Regions from separate parts of the Muntiacus reevesi genome. Here region 1 is linked to region 2. A link is a contact called in public Hi-C data. All regions are on one chromosome and are shown on one strand. The core of a region is the stretch at or near the end of the contact, and the rest is flanking DNA. Distances in the headings are between cores, read along the strand shown. Region 1 holds the start of FRRS1 (ferric chelate reductase 1). Region 2 holds the start of MFSD14A (major facilitator superfamily domain containing 14A).

Region 1 (2,794 bases), core at 21-2,520, 200 kb after region 2:
AAATTCTTGGTGCCTCAATTTCCTTAACATGGGAATAGTAATACAACCTATTTTAAGAGTTGTTGTGAGCCTTAAATGATTCACTGTATATATAATGCTTAGAACATGGCTTGGAGCATAGTAAGCACTATCACCTATAATTTTTGGAATTTAGTTTTCATCTCTCTCTGCTACATTTTGCTCATGATGTTTTCCTCAGTGTCAGCACAGTTCATGAGACATTGCAGGCATGCAGTAACTGTCAGAGTCATGTATAAATAAAAGTGTTTGGAAAAAAGAAATGCTATATACATGTAAAGCACATTTGTATAAGTGAAAAAGTAGAGAGTCTGCACTGTGTTTTTAAAAATGATTCTACTATTAGATTATTTAAATAGTCATTCACTGTTTCTATTTGTACAACCTATGCAAGAAGGGAAATAGGTAATTTATTTTAATTCTAAAAGAATTAAAATAATATTTTTATGCTGACTGAGTTCATTATAACAGAATCAGTGAAGTCAGAGACTTTCAGTTAAAATATTACTCAAATATTTCATAAGTGAAGAATATAGTCAAATTCAAATTTCTGTATTAAATACATAAGAAGTAGACTTAATTTTTCATAACAAGCCATGAAAATAAACATTTTAGTTTCGGAGCTTAAGGATTACACAACAAAGAATCATTTTAGGTTTTAAAATATCACACATATCTTGTAAACAACCTGTTAAGGACTCAAGTTTTTGATGGCAAGGTACCAAATAAATATAAATCTGACAAGCAAACATGGCTGTCAAGCATGCATATGAGATTATTTCTTTGGTTTGAAGCTTGCTGGATTCTTTGACTCATTATGAATTATTGGATATTAATAGTTGAAAAATACCTGTGCTTCATGCAATAATTCAATGCAAACAAATCTAAACTTAAGAAGGGATATTCTTAAAGTAGTATATTGTCATTTGTATTAGCTCAGGCTGTCGTAACAAATTACTACAGACTGAGTGGCTTACACAATAGAAATGTATTTCTCACAGTTCTGGAGGCCGGGAAGTCTAAGATCAAGGTCCGGATTGATTTTATTCCTGGTGAGGGCTCTTTCCTTTGTTTGCAGACAGCTATCTTCTTACTGTGTCATCACATGGTGGAGGCAGAGGGCTCTGGGGTCCCTCCCTCCTCTTATAAGAGCAGCAGCCCTATCAGATTAGAGCTACCCTTATGACCTCATTTAACCTTTATCACTCCTCACAGAGTCTGTCTCTAGATACATTCACACTGGGTGTTCAGCCTTCAATGTATGAACTTTTGGGAGAACGCCAACATCCAATTAAAAAGGAGGAGAAAATATTTTTATTGGGGTGAGTGTACCAAAAACTTTCAGAAGAGGCTTTTAAGGTTGGTTTTAAAAGGATATGGACTTGCAGAGTGGAGAGGAAAATTATACCATGATCTGAATAGTATATGTGGAAAGCAGAAGGGATGTAGGATCTATGTAGGGCTAATGAGGATTTCAGAATATAGTCAAATTCTGATTGGTTTCATAGTATGTGAGGAGAAAATGAGTGAATTTCAGGTCATTGAGAAATTTGAGTGATGAGTTATGAAGTTTGTACTGTATTGTGTGAGCAGCAGGAACCCGCAGTTTTAAAAAAGGACTGTTAAGATCAAAACTGTTCTCAAAGAAGATTAATCTGATAGAAATGTCAAGGGCCTGAAATTGGCAGTGTAGTACTGGTCTGGTTAGGATGCTATATTAATAGTCAGGAAAAAGGTAATGAGAGCCTGAGCTATAATCGTGGTAGCAGGTATTTACTCATGAGTCAAACATTGACCTTTCTCATAGGTCAATGCTCTAGTGGAAAACATACAAATAAACTAGTAATTACAATATAATACGGTAAAGGCTGGAAAAAGATCCAACTGACTAGAAATATATAACAGTAACATTAAACTTGTATATGCCTATAAAATATACTCAATATTTACAAAGCAAAAGTGGATAGAACTATAGGGAGAAACTGATAAGTCTACAATCACAATGGAATATTTCAACATGTATCACAAAATTGATGATAGGTTAAGCAGATAAAATATTAGAAAAGATACAGAAGATTTGAATAATGGAAGTAATTATATCGATGTTGGCTCAAATCAGAGAATAATATAGCCTCAGAGAATAATATATTCAGCAATTAGAGAATTTATCTAAATGCTGTTTCTCCTTTTCCCTTTCCCAAATTCTCTTTTATAGTCACTATTTCCAAACTTTTCAAAAGAAATACCTCTTATTCATCCCAAATCTTCCAGGATGCATCACCCGGGATAAACAATCTTCAGAGGAACAGTCAGAGTATTGGTATTGGAGAAAGCTCTTAGAAACCTTTCATAGGCCATTGTCTCTTCCTGTCTTGTATGAATGTCTAGTAAGGTTGAGGCACGGCAATGGTAAAGGGGTGGTTTCACCCTTTGGGGGATGTTCCAAATTCAGTAGCGTGGGACAGTTGCAGTGATGAACTGTGGTTGTTTGACTACTTTACTCTTTCATACTCTCATTACCAGATAATGAGTTACTCCTGAGGGAGTCATAGCAGAGCAACACACTTCCTGGGGTAGGTGAGAAAGGGGGCCAGGGAGGACCTGGTGGAGCCGGCCCTGGTGCTGAGCCCCCAGGCCATAGCCATAGCCTGGCCAGTCAAAGGATTGGAGACTCTTAAGTCTTGCCCTGGCAAGAAGCACCTCCTGAGAAAGAAACTGGGAGAAAATGACAGATGTGGCTTAACCAATAACTGCCGATAATGATGAAACAAAAAGG
Region 2 (2,809 bases), core at 61-2,560:
GTTGTAACTGATTTCAAATTAATTTAGCAAATCCTTAATGGTGGCCTAATTACACATTGAGTACTGTGCTAGCAATGGAGGGCTCCAAACAAACACGGAATAAAAGAAACCATTCCTGCACATTTCTCGAAAAAGTGAAATGACTTTCACTTTTCTATACTACTTCAGAACTTGATATCAAAGAATGCAGGAAAGACCAGAGAGGAGCAACGAAGAATTTTCAGCATTAAAAAAAAAAAAAGAAAAAAAGAGGTGAGTTATTTTCAATTAAAAGGCCTACCTCCCCTGCCGGTTAACAACAGCACAATGCCTAAAGTTGATTTTGATGACAGTATTTCTAAACAGCAAAAAAATTTTTCTCGTCCTCAATCTGTCTTCCTTTCTAAGGTCTTCTAACCCTCAGGCCATGACCAACTCTATCGAGTATTCCTGTTTTAAAATACACCAGGTGATTTTAAAACAAGAGGGTGGTGACTCTTTGAAAACTAGACTGAAGTCTAGGCCCCGGTGTCCTCCGTCACAGTCCCGACGGCGGGCGGCGAGGAGCAGGGCCCACCTTCGGACAGCGTTGAGCGCACCGGACGCGGCCGAGAGCAGGGGCACTGACCCCGAACGGCGTGGAGAAAGGGGGCGAGCGCCCCACGGGGCCCCAGCGGGGTCGCCGCGCCAGATGCCACCCCGGGAGCAGCATACGGGAAGGCAGGGGTCGCTGCCGGCCGCTTCCAGAGCGCGGCCACCGCCTCGCGGGGCCTGGACGGCGCCGACGAGGCTGCGGAGGCGAGGGGGGCGGCGGAGCCCGGCGTCGATTCCTGCCCGCGACGGCGGCGCGCGTGGGCTCGAGGCCGCAGGGCCTCCAGCGACGGCCGGAGGGCAGTGCGGCAGGTGCCGGAGAGGCGGGAGCCTTCGCCATCCGGGAGGATGTGCCCCGGAGGCCGCAGGCCGGGGCCAGAGAGGAAAGAGCCGGGAGCCCGAGACACCGGCCCCGCGGGAGCGGTGGGGGCAGTCAGGGGCGACTGCAGGCGGCCGCGTCGGGAGCAGAAAGAGATCCGGCCCGACACTCCCCGGCTCGGTACCCCAGCTCACCGTGCCTCCGTCCTTAATGATGATCTTTTTGGCCAGCATGATACTGCGGTTCGCGGCCCTTTTCTTCTTCTTCCCCTGGGTCATTTTACCATCCTCGATTCCTGGCGCTGCTGCAGCCACTCCCGGGGCGGCCGGCCCCAGCGGCGAGTGCCGTCCCGCTACTACTGCCGGGCCGAGCCGCTCGGGGCACCCGCCGCCATCTTGAGGGCCCGGCCTGCCTCCGGCGGCGCGTCACATCGTGCGATCGGCCGACGAGTGCGCCCCGCCCCGCCCACGTGACGCGCCCCGCCCGCTCGGCCGCCCGGCGGTCGGCGCTGGGAGGGAAGCCGCGAGGGAAGCGGGCGGCGCGCGGCAGGGCCACCTGCGGGCGGGCTGCCTGCGAAGGGAGCCCTATGCCCGTCACTCGTTCAGTCCTCACCGCAGCCCTGGGCGCTGGGGGCCGTGATAGAGCCCCTAACCGAGGAAGAATTGTAAGTTTCTGAATGTTACATGCTCGAGGAAATACAGCTGATACACAGTTATACTGGAATTTCAGCCAGGCGTCCTCAGCTATTAGGGCTGCTCCGGCTGTGTTCTGACCAACACTGGAACCGAAGGAGACGTTGAAGCAAGTCTTTTTCCAGCAGCACCCTGGCCCCAGATGGGACCTTTTCTTTATTCCCTGCCAGTAAAAACGGATAGAACCTAGGGAGGAGAAGGGGACGACAGAGGTTGAGATGGTTGGATGGCATCACCGACTCAATGGACATGAGTTTGGATAAACTCCGGGAGTTGGTGATGGACAGGGAAGCCTGGCTTGCTGCAGTCCATGGGATCACAAAGAGTCGGACACGACTGAGCCACTGAACTGAACTGAGGACACCCTTTGTAGCCCACTACTTGTTTTACCTGGTTGTTTAAAAAATAATTTAATGGGGAAATTGCGAAAAAGGACAGCTGTCACAAGTGGACTATGGACTTCAGATTAAAGTATCACGATGTTAAATTTGATTGTATTGACTGTACTGTGTAATATAAAAGAATATCCTTTTCCTTAAGAAATATACACTGAAGTCTTAAGGAGTGAAGGAATGTGATGCATGCTATGCCGCGTGTGTGCGTGCTTAGTCGCTGGCTCTTTGAGACCCAATGGACTGTAGTCCCCCAGGCTCCTCTGTCCTTGGGATTCTCCAGGCAAGGATACTGAGGTGGGCTGTCATGCCTCCAGGGAATCTTCCGGATCCATTAATCGATCCTGGGTCTCTTAAGTCTCTGCACTGGCAGGCGGGTTCTTTACCACTAGTGCCACCTGGGAAGCCCGGTGATACATGCTACCTACTTTTAAATAGTTAGGAACTAACATGTACGTATATGTAAGGAGGTATGCGTAGAAGTTTCTTTTACCATTGACTGGCTTGATCTCCCTGCAGTCCAAGGGAATCTCAAGAGTCTTTTCCAACACCAGAGTTTCAAAAGCATCAATTCTGTGCTCAACTTTATGGTCCTATTCTCACATCCATACATGATTGCTGGAAAAACCATAGCTTTGACTAGACGGACCTTTGTCGGCAAAGTAATGACTTAGGTCATAAAAGGCTCTGCATCTTCCTGCTAGCCCTCTCTTTTTCATTCACTCGGAACCCAAGTTTAGTGGAATCCAGCTGCCATGTCATGAGGACACTTAAGCAGCCTGTAGGGACATCCTGGTGTCCAGGAACTGAGGCTGCCTATCAACAGATATGTGAGC

Evidence for each region. Hi-C and Micro-C count contacts between places; a contact is called where the count stands out from the background.
Region 1: a contact with region 2 is called in a Hi-C map of muscle, with 8 times the contacts expected there. The contact joins the promoter of FRRS1 here to the promoter of MFSD14A in region 2. A contact is called at or near these places in 2 of 3 Hi-C or Micro-C datasets (blood and muscle).

What each region holds. Positions count from the first base shown.
Region 1 is chr1:104,799,239-104,802,032 of mMunRee1.1, forward strand. FRRS1 (ferric chelate reductase 1) reads left to right here and starts at 1,271. Exons shown (of 17, transcript XM_065908176.1): 1 at 1,271-1,340. It overlaps AGL (amylo-alpha-1, 6-glucosidase, 4-alpha-glucanotransferase), which reads right to left and starts at 1,111. Exons shown (of 34, transcript XM_065908166.1): 1 at 1,018-1,111.
Region 2 is chr1:104,600,477-104,603,285 of mMunRee1.1, forward strand. It overlaps MFSD14A (major facilitator superfamily domain containing 14A), which reads right to left and starts at 1,311. Exons shown (of 12, transcript XM_065908052.1): 1 at 1,084-1,311. The coding sequence starts at 1,167.